2 separate regions of the Mus musculus genome follow, and region 1 is linked to region 2. Evidence: chromatin contacts called from public Hi-C data. All regions are on one chromosome and are shown on one strand. The core of a region is the stretch at or near the end of the contact, and the rest is flanking DNA. Distances in the headings are between cores, read along the strand shown. Region 1 holds the start of Zfp772 (zinc finger protein 772). Region 2 holds the start of Zfp418 (zinc finger protein 418).

Region 1 (4,112 bases), core at 293-2,792, 39 kb before region 2:
CACTATCAGGGACATCAGCCCTCTGCCTGGGCTTAGGACCCACACACCAGGGTGCTGCAACAATCAGGTAAGCTAAGGATTCTCTGCCACCCATCCAGCATCAACAGGCCAGCAGACAGGGATGTGCAGAGAGGCACATGGATAGGGGCGTTTGTACCCAAGGCTTAGACCAGTTATACTGTGGTGGTGCAGACTTCAGACCTGTCTCAGCTCCAGGGGAAAACCTTTTCTCCCTCTCCCTCTCCCTCTCCCTCTCCCTCTCCCTCTCCCTCTCCCTCTCCCTCTCCCTCTCCCTCTCCCTCTCCCTCTCCCTCTCTCCTTTCTTCCTTTCCTCTGAGTCAGGCTTTCTCTGTGTAGCCTTGGCTGCACTAGATGGTAGACTAAGCTAGCCACAAACTCAGATATCCACTAGGATTATATGTATGCACTAACAACTCCCACCACTCTTCCTGCCTTTCTGCACACAGTGGGTTCTGGTCAACATAGTTCAGACAGTTAGCCATGGATACCAGGGCAGTTGCAGAGATGGACAGTGGAGAAGCAGTGTTAAGGAGTTAACAGGACTCCCAGCAGACTAGATCACAGTACATATGCTCCAGTGTTCCCTTTCCCCGGGAAGCTGCTACTCGAGTCTTTCCTTTGAAGTGAAGTGCATCCTCAGTGCCACACCAAAGTCATTTTCTGGGCTGAATCCCGTAATGCATCCCCAAATTTCTCTTAGCATGGGAATGCATAATAGAAAAGTTATTCGTGATGACCTCCTGTCTGATGTGTATAACTGAGAAGAGTTTGAATTCTTGAGATCAGTGGTGAAAGGATACTCGATTCCAAATATGTCCTTTCTTTCTTCCTCTATGGTAATTTCCTAAGTTTTCTTTGCAAGAAGACCTGTCAGGTATCATTCACACAAAGACCTATAACCTGTTGGGTCTTAAATCCAAGGCAAAAATGTTGAACTAAAGTGTCCATTAACATATCAAACTGGACAGTGGCCTCTCAGCATCCCTCTGTTCCTGGCTGGCATGCCTCCCCCCAACCCCCAGCCACCACACAGCCCAAACTCCCCAGTCCAGGTGATCCCCTGGGCTTTCCTCCTTCCAGCTCCTCTGACCACTCTATAACTCAGCCACTTTTAGCTGTGCTAGTCTCTTGGCTCAGGTGGTCCCTCTTGGTTGGAGGCCCCTCTTTCTCTTTTCAGATCTCCTCTCCTCACATGGCCCAGCTTAGGGTCATGTTCACTCTGTAAGGTTTTCTGTCTGGTCTGGAACTCACTGTGACAGGCTAGTTTCTAATCCCAAACATCAACTTGCCTCTGCCAGCAGTTCTGGAATTCAGGAGTGTTTCAGCAAGCCCGGCTTTTGGAGCTCAAGGAAATATTGACACATCTATAATCACAACACTCTCCCTAACAGATTGAGTGTAAGGCTCCATCTGGGGAGGTGTGTCCACTTCCTGGCGCTTGATCACGTCTGAACTACATTGTCCAGAAGACATTGCACCGAGAAAAGCCAATGAAAATAGGCGCGTTAGTGACGACAAAAGGACGCTGGGCGGGACTTTCGGCTTTGCGTGCAGGAGGTTCTTTGAAACTTTCTGGATCTGTCAGTCTGCTTCACAGAAAACTGGTTTTATCAGTATTGGTCATGGCAGGAAAACTGTAGAGTTGAGGCGTTTTTCCTCCGTCACGGAGACGGAGCTGAGGTTTTCGACAGCCCGTGTGATCTAATCCAAGCTTGGAGGAGGGATGGCCACATCCCAGGGCCCGGCTGGCCAGTGGAGCCCAATGGTGATTGTGGAGGCTGCGGGTGGAGCCCTGCCCCAGGTGAGTGCCTAGTGATCGCCCACCTACCTGAGTTCTAGAGCGCTGAGATCTGGGTCAGGAGCCAACAGGGTAGACTCCCATGTCCCCGACTGTAGGGCACCGGTGGACGAAATTATGGTAGTTGGGTTGTTTTGTTTTGTTTTGTTTTGTTTTTGTCATCTGTGTGCTAGATCGCTTGAGCCATCCCATCTGACTCAGTGTGGTGGACTGTACCTCTCAAGGCTTGTGGGAGGGCCTGAGCTCTACTGGCATTAGATGAGGGAATTAGATTAGATTCTGGTGGCCAAGAAGATTTGAACAGGTGAGAGATTCCATCTAGTCAGTTTTCTGAGCATGGGGTGGGGGTAATATGGGTGTAGGCAGAGACCTGTGAATCCTTGGGTAAATCCTGTGCACTCATGTTTGAGTTGGAATGCAAGCTGTAGCAGGGGTGGGGGAGTTGTAGGGTGGGTGATGGTGGTGTTCAGATCTTTGATGGAGTTATTTTATTCTCTCTGTATGCCCCTCTCCCCCACCTCCTTTCCTCCTCCACCGCCCCCAGGAGGCCTGGTGGGCTCCTGCTCTCCCTCCCTCCCTCTACCCTTTCCACTCTCTCCTCTTCCGTCTTCCTTAACCCCTCTCCCTATTCCTTTGCCTCTCTCCCTCTCCCTCCCCCTCCCCCTCTCCCTCTCCCCTCCTTCTCCCTCAGACTGGGCCTCTCTATGTAGTCATGGCTGTCCTGTCTCTCTATGTACCAGGGTGTCTTCAAACTCAGAGAGATTCTTCTATCTCTAACTCACAAGTGATGAGATTAAAGAACCCTTTGTTATATTTTTACTTTATTCATTTACTTTTGATCTAGGCTCAAACTCACTGTTTACACCACACTAGCCTCAAATTCACAGAGATTTGCCTTCTTGTGGGTTAGGGTCTCCTTTGGGTAAGGGCTGCCAACTGAACTCTGGTTCATGGTGGAAGAGCCCTAATCGGAGCCAACCACTCCTACCTTTCCAATGAGTTTTAAAAACTCAGCCATCAGGATGTGCTGCTGAACTAAGTGTAGCTGTGAGGGAAAATTAAATTAAAAATAATTTTATTTTTTAAATAATATTACTAAGTTATATTAGTAATTAAAATTAATATTACTAATTTTTAAATACTACTGAAAGATTTTACAATTCTATGATTGCATTCAGCATTTGAGTAGTCTGCCTTGTTATTAGCTATCCTCCCTCTCCCCATTGACACACCCCATGACTCTAGCTGACCTATATACATCATGTTGGCCTCAGATGCACAAAAGTCTGCTTGCTTCTGCCTTGCAAATGTTGTGTAAAGGCTAATTAATTCCAAAGTCTTAATTCAATGTGGGTAGACAAAACAACATTTTGAAATCATATGTACCCATTTGTGAAACTTTTGAAAGAAACATTAGTCATGTGCTCAGGAAGAGCCTGTACCAAATACTTGACACACAGGACTGAATTTGAGACTGTGATTCTCTTTTGTTTGTTTTTTTAAAGATTTATTTATTTTATGTATATGAGTACATGGTTGCTATCTTCAGACACACCAAAAGAGGGTAATCTCTCCAGCCCTATTAGTCTCTTTTTGGAATAGGAAGGTATGTTAGTTTTAATGAGAACAGTTCCCATAGGCTTAGATATTTGAATGCTCGGTCCCTAGAGTGTGGAACTGTTTGAGAAGAATTGGGAGGATTAGGAGGTAAGGTATTGTTGGAGGAAGGGCGTGGCTGGGAGTGAACTTTGAGGTTTCAGAAGCCCACGCCTAATCCAGTGCAAGTGTGTGTGTGTGTGTCTGCTGCCTGTAGATCAGAATGTAAAGACTTCAGGTATTGCCCTGGCCTCTCTTCTCCCCACCAAGCTAATCCTGGACGAACACTCTGAAACTGTTAGCTAGCACCCAGTTAAATGCTTTCTTTTAATTGTAAGAATTTCCTTGGCCATGGTGTCTCTTCACGTCAATAAAACATTAAATTTTATCCTCAGGTAACAAACTGAAGAGATTGATTCTTTGTCCAAGGTCACCCAGTAAGAGACACCATTAAGGGATGGAGCGCAGTGGGTACCTGACTGCATGTATGAGAGGGGACTTGGGTGAACCTTTGGGATACCAACACTCTTGCTTATTACTCACAACCTTGTTTTTCTACAGGTTTCCCAGTATTCAGTGAAACCTGCCAACCAGGAAGAGGTAAGTGGAGGGTGCCCAGGAATCACATCCTCACTTAACACATAAGTGACCTCAGGGACTGTGGTGTCCTGGGACTCTGTGCTGGAATTGTCTCTGT
Region 2 (4,678 bases), core at 816-3,315:
ACATGTGGCATTTAATGCCACTTCAACAGTCACAGGTTTCCTCTAACAAAGCTCTACCAAAAAGTCTAGCTACAGGGGCCTCCTCTGCAGATACACTGATTCTCCCAGATGAACACTTTGCGCTCTCAATTCCTAGAATGAAACTCTTCACTTTTCAGACACTTCAAGAATCCTTCCTAAATGTTGGTGCGATGTGTGTGTGTGTGTGTGTGTGTGTGTGTGTGTGTGTGTGTATGGTGTTATGCTTATGGTATTACTAACAAGACCAGCTTCCTTTTGGCCATGATGGCAGACTCTCATTGTATAAGCACTTAGGAGGCTGAGGCAGGAAGGAGTATCACCTGATCAAAGGAGTTAAGAAAAAGCCTTCAGGACACTCCCTAACACCCTAGAGCTCCCAGGGACTAAACCACCAATCAAAGAGTACATATGGAGGGACCCATGACTCCAGCTGGATATGTAGCAGAGGATGGCCTTATTTGGCATCAATGGCATCCTTGGTTCTATGGAGGCTTGATGTCCCAGAGCAGGTGAATGCTAAGGCAGTGAGGTGGGAGAGCTCCCTCACAGAAGCAGAGAGGAGGGGGATAGGATAGGGGGTTTGTGGAGGGGAAACTGGGAAGGGGGATAACATTTTAAAAGTATTAAAATAATAAAATAAAGCTGATTCTGTTTCCTAATCCACCCGTATTCAAGGATAAACAGCAGCCTTCAGCAATCAGGATGTCTCCATGCTTAATTTTCCCCAGAGTTGTAGATCTGTGTGACTAGCCAGCGGCTGACATTCCCACTATACTACTGGGTTTTGAAATCTCAGTCTCCCTCTTTTTGTATTTATTTATTTATTTATTTATTTATTTATTTATTTATTTATTTTCTCCCAGTATGCATATGTATGTGAGTGTACAAGTAGAAAAGCAGGGCACAATTTTCAGGAATCAGTTCTCTCCCTTTATCATGTAGGTTCTGGGGACTGACTTAAGTACTCAGGCTTGGTAGCAAGTGCCTTTACCAACTGAGCTATCTTATCAATCACTCATTCTTTCTTAGGGTCTCACCATGTATCCCAGGCTGGCTTTGAACGTGCCTTGGTCCTCTCTAGTGTTCAGACTCCAGGGATATGCCTCCATGCTAAATGTTACATTCCATTCTTAAGAACCCCCACAAAAATGAATTCCACTACCAACGTGAGGCAAGAAGTGTGGCCACACTGGTGAACTTACTAGAACACCCCACACTCACCTGTATACAGACCATACCCTTTTCTGTAGATCTGGGAACCTGTGGGAAGAAAGTTGTAAGAATCAAAGACCATGGTAAGTTTTCATGGACCTGGACCCCTGTCCAGTCCTGAATCTTCATAACCTTTTATATCTAAATTATCTCTAAACTATGCATAGTGCTGAGTCATAGCAGCTGCGGGATGTTGCACAAAGCTTTATTCTCCTGAGGGCTCCATATTATTCTCTTCCAGCCCGCTCTAACTCTGTGCAGCTTTTGGAATATTTTGAATAACCTCTAGCTACATTTATCTTCCATTCAGTCCCGCTGGCTCCTCCGTAGTGAGGGCATAGTTAATGCACCTCACCTTGCCGTTTTTTTAGGCTGGAATGCTCCCGGTTAAAGTGGCCAAACGTGATACTGCCCACACAAATCAGTCAATCACTCTTCTCTTGGTCCCACTCTTCCATGCCTCATCAGACTAGTTACGAGAAATGCGGATCCCATCCACGAGCTTGGCACTGTTCTGGACACAGGGATTAAGTTTTTCATAAGGATGTGAGCTGAGCGGGAGTCCTCAAGGGGCTCTAGGACTCAAAGTATCTAGGGAGAGGGAGCGCCTAGTATGTGGCACTTACCTGAGCCAGGTGCTTCAGCGCCGCCATCCGGCTCTGTAGAGTACGCAGGGGCCGGTGCACGGCCGCCGCGGCTGATGATGGTCTGCTTGGCCGACACCCAGTGCCTGTTCGCTCTCGTACCTTTAGTCTAACTTGCTGATTTTAAAGCTCAGAATCCTCCAAATACCAACCCATGGACAGTTAAACCAAAGACAGGACAAAATGCAGGAAGTACCGCCCAATGTCTGTCGACCTTCCCAGGCAGAAACTGCCCTCTTTGGCTCAGCAGTTTGCTACTCTGCTCTTGGCATTGTGGGTAATGTAGTTCCTACTGCTCAGGCTTGAACCAACAGCAGCCCATAATCCATCCTCACAATGATCTTAATTTGTTTCAGAATATTTCTGCAGTAAAGGAAGAGTGGGGATTTTATTTGGGATTTTATTTGGGGGAACCTATATGTATTTATAAAGGAAAACACTCCAGATGCAATGCTGACACATCTCTGACCATGCTTAGTGAAGAAATATGTTGCTACTTATGGAAAGATATTCGACACACTGTAGCATGTTTTAAATAGAGATAATTTAGCCCAAATTTTGAAAGTTAAAACAGCAGACAGGAAAAACTTTTCGAGCCTCTCTTGAGAGGTTTTGTAAGCCACTCTGCATTTAGAATGAGTGAGTTAAATATAGAGTAAGCCAAATTGAAGAATAAATATGAAGAAAGAAATACCAAAACATCTAGTTGGGAGAAAATATCCAGCAAAAACCAAACAAGGCAGCCATCTGTGAGTCCTAATGGGGGAGATCCCCCGCAGAACAATGTCCTATCAGGTAACTTCAGGAAAGAACAAGGAGCACCATAAAGGGACAACATCATCCAATCAGGTATTCACAGCACTAGCAGAAGCTAACAGGGTGGGGAGGGCAAGGTGAGGCAATGACGGAGTTCCTGACTGAGCTTTCTCCCCAGGCATGAGCTTCCTATGGCTGAATTGTTCTTTTTCAATACAATAACTTATTAATGTATTATTTGTTTCTTTGTTTTAAGACAAGGCATCACTTCATAAGCCTGGCTGGCCTGGAACTCACTATGTAAACTACGCTGTTCCCTAACTCATAGGGATCCTCCTGTCTCTGGAGTGCTGGAATTAAAGGCATGGGCCATCACTCTGGGCACATTACAGAGATTTTTATATCCTAGGAGAAACAGTAGTAAATTTTGTTAGAAATGTTCACTTTATACCTGTTCTGAAGGACACACAATTTAACATTCAGGCTGTTTTGCTTTTCCCTCTGAATGAAAATTAAGACACAATAGCTCCAGGGTATGGTGGAAGAGGAAATTTTTATTGTAGATGTAAGGGAGAGTATAGACTGAGGCATCTAGAAAGATTCAGACAGACCAAGAGAGAGAGAGAATTCAAGGGAAGAAGTGAAGAGAAGAGACAGAGACAGAGACAGAGACAGAGACAGAGACAGAGAAGGGGTAGGGGGTAGGAGCAAGCTGATCAAGAGAGGCAAGAGTAAGCCAAGAGATCCTGTGGCTGAGGAAAGAGAAATTGAGGGAACTTAAGGGAGGTCCCTGGGTTAGCGTAGGGTGCAGAGTGAGAAGTGCCTACAGGAGCAAAAGGTACTGGCTGAGACTAGAGGCCAAGCAGACAATAGTATTCTTATAGCCCCTTGTTTCTCTGGGACTTGACACCCTCTTCATCACAGAACTTGAGAAGGGAGCAGCTCAACTCCAGACAAGGGACTTCAGAAAAGCACTTCCAAGGGAGTGCTTTTTCTAAGTTGACTTCAAGAGCCTCATCAAAGAAAAGTTTCATTGGATGATGTATGGGTGTGGATGTGTGTGTATGTAGGGGGGTGGTAATGGAGATCTGATATCTTGCACAGGTTATGTATTCACTAAATCACCTTTTAAAGAGAAAGTAAAGGTTTTGGTTCCCAGACTCCACTGAGACTAGTCTGCACAGGTGAGAGTGTGGACTACAGAAGATAACAGCTTCTGGGACAGGTCCCATTTCAGGGCTTCACCTTCTGCCAGGAGGCAAGTCTGAACACCAGATGTCTGTGCACCTTCCCTGAAAGAGGAGAGCCTGACAGCAGAGAGTGTTCTGACCACTGAAACTCAGGAGGGAGCTAGTCTCCCTGGTCTCCTGGTAGGGAATAACAGAATCACGAGGGGAACGATCTCTAACGAGAGACAACTATAATAACTGACTCCAGAGTTTACCAGATGGCAAAAGGCAAACACAAGAATCTTACTAACAGGACCAAGACCACTCACCATCATCAGAACGCAGCACTTCCACCTGACCCAGTCCAGGACACCCCAACACACCAGAAAACCTAGACCCAGATTTAAAGGCATATCTCATGATGATGGTAGAAGACATCAAGAAGGTCTTTAATAACTCACTTAAAAAAATACAGGAGAACACTGCTAAACAGGTAGAAGACCTTAAAGAGGTAGCACAAAAATCCTTTAAAGTATTGCAAGAAAACACGACCAAACAGGTGATGGAATTGAATAAAACCATCCAAGACCTAAAAAGGGAAGTAGACACAATAAAGAAAACACAAAGTGAGGCAACGCTGGAGATAGAAAACCTAGGAAAGAAATTTGGAACCATAGATGCAAGCATCAGCAACAGAATACAAGAGATGGAATGGAGAATCTCAGGTACAGAAGATTCCATAGAGAACATCGGCACAACAATCAAAGAAAATAAAAAATGCAAAAAATCCTAACTAAAAACATCCAGGAAATCCAGGACATAATGAGAAGACCAAACCTACAGATAATAGGAGTAGATAAGAATGAAGATTTTCAA

The links. Hi-C and Micro-C count contacts between places; a contact is called where the count stands out from the background.
Region 1: a contact with region 2 is called in a Hi-C map of nephron progenitors, with 5 times the contacts expected there. The contact joins the promoter of Zfp772 here to the promoter of Zfp418 in region 2. A contact is called at or near these places in 1 of 39 promoter capture datasets (macrophages), 1 of 484 Hi-C or Micro-C datasets (nephron progenitors), 6 of 115 datasets of contacts at active chromatin or transcription factors (the 230-238 cell line, effector CD8 T cells, embryonic stem cells and 3 more) and 2 of 9 other capture datasets (adipose tissue and liver).

Annotation. Positions count from the first base shown.
Region 1 is chr7:7,207,428-7,211,539 of GRCm38.p6, reverse strand. It overlaps Zfp772 (zinc finger protein 772), which reads left to right and starts at 1,542. Exons shown (of 5, transcript NM_145577.2): 1 at 1,542-1,822; 2 at 3,977-4,015. The coding sequence starts at 1,745.
Region 2 is chr7:7,168,740-7,173,417 of GRCm38.p6, reverse strand. It overlaps Zfp418 (zinc finger protein 418), which reads right to left and starts at 2,065. Exons shown (of 4, transcript NM_146179.2): 1 at 1,860-2,065; 2 at 1,243-1,281. The coding sequence starts at 1,886.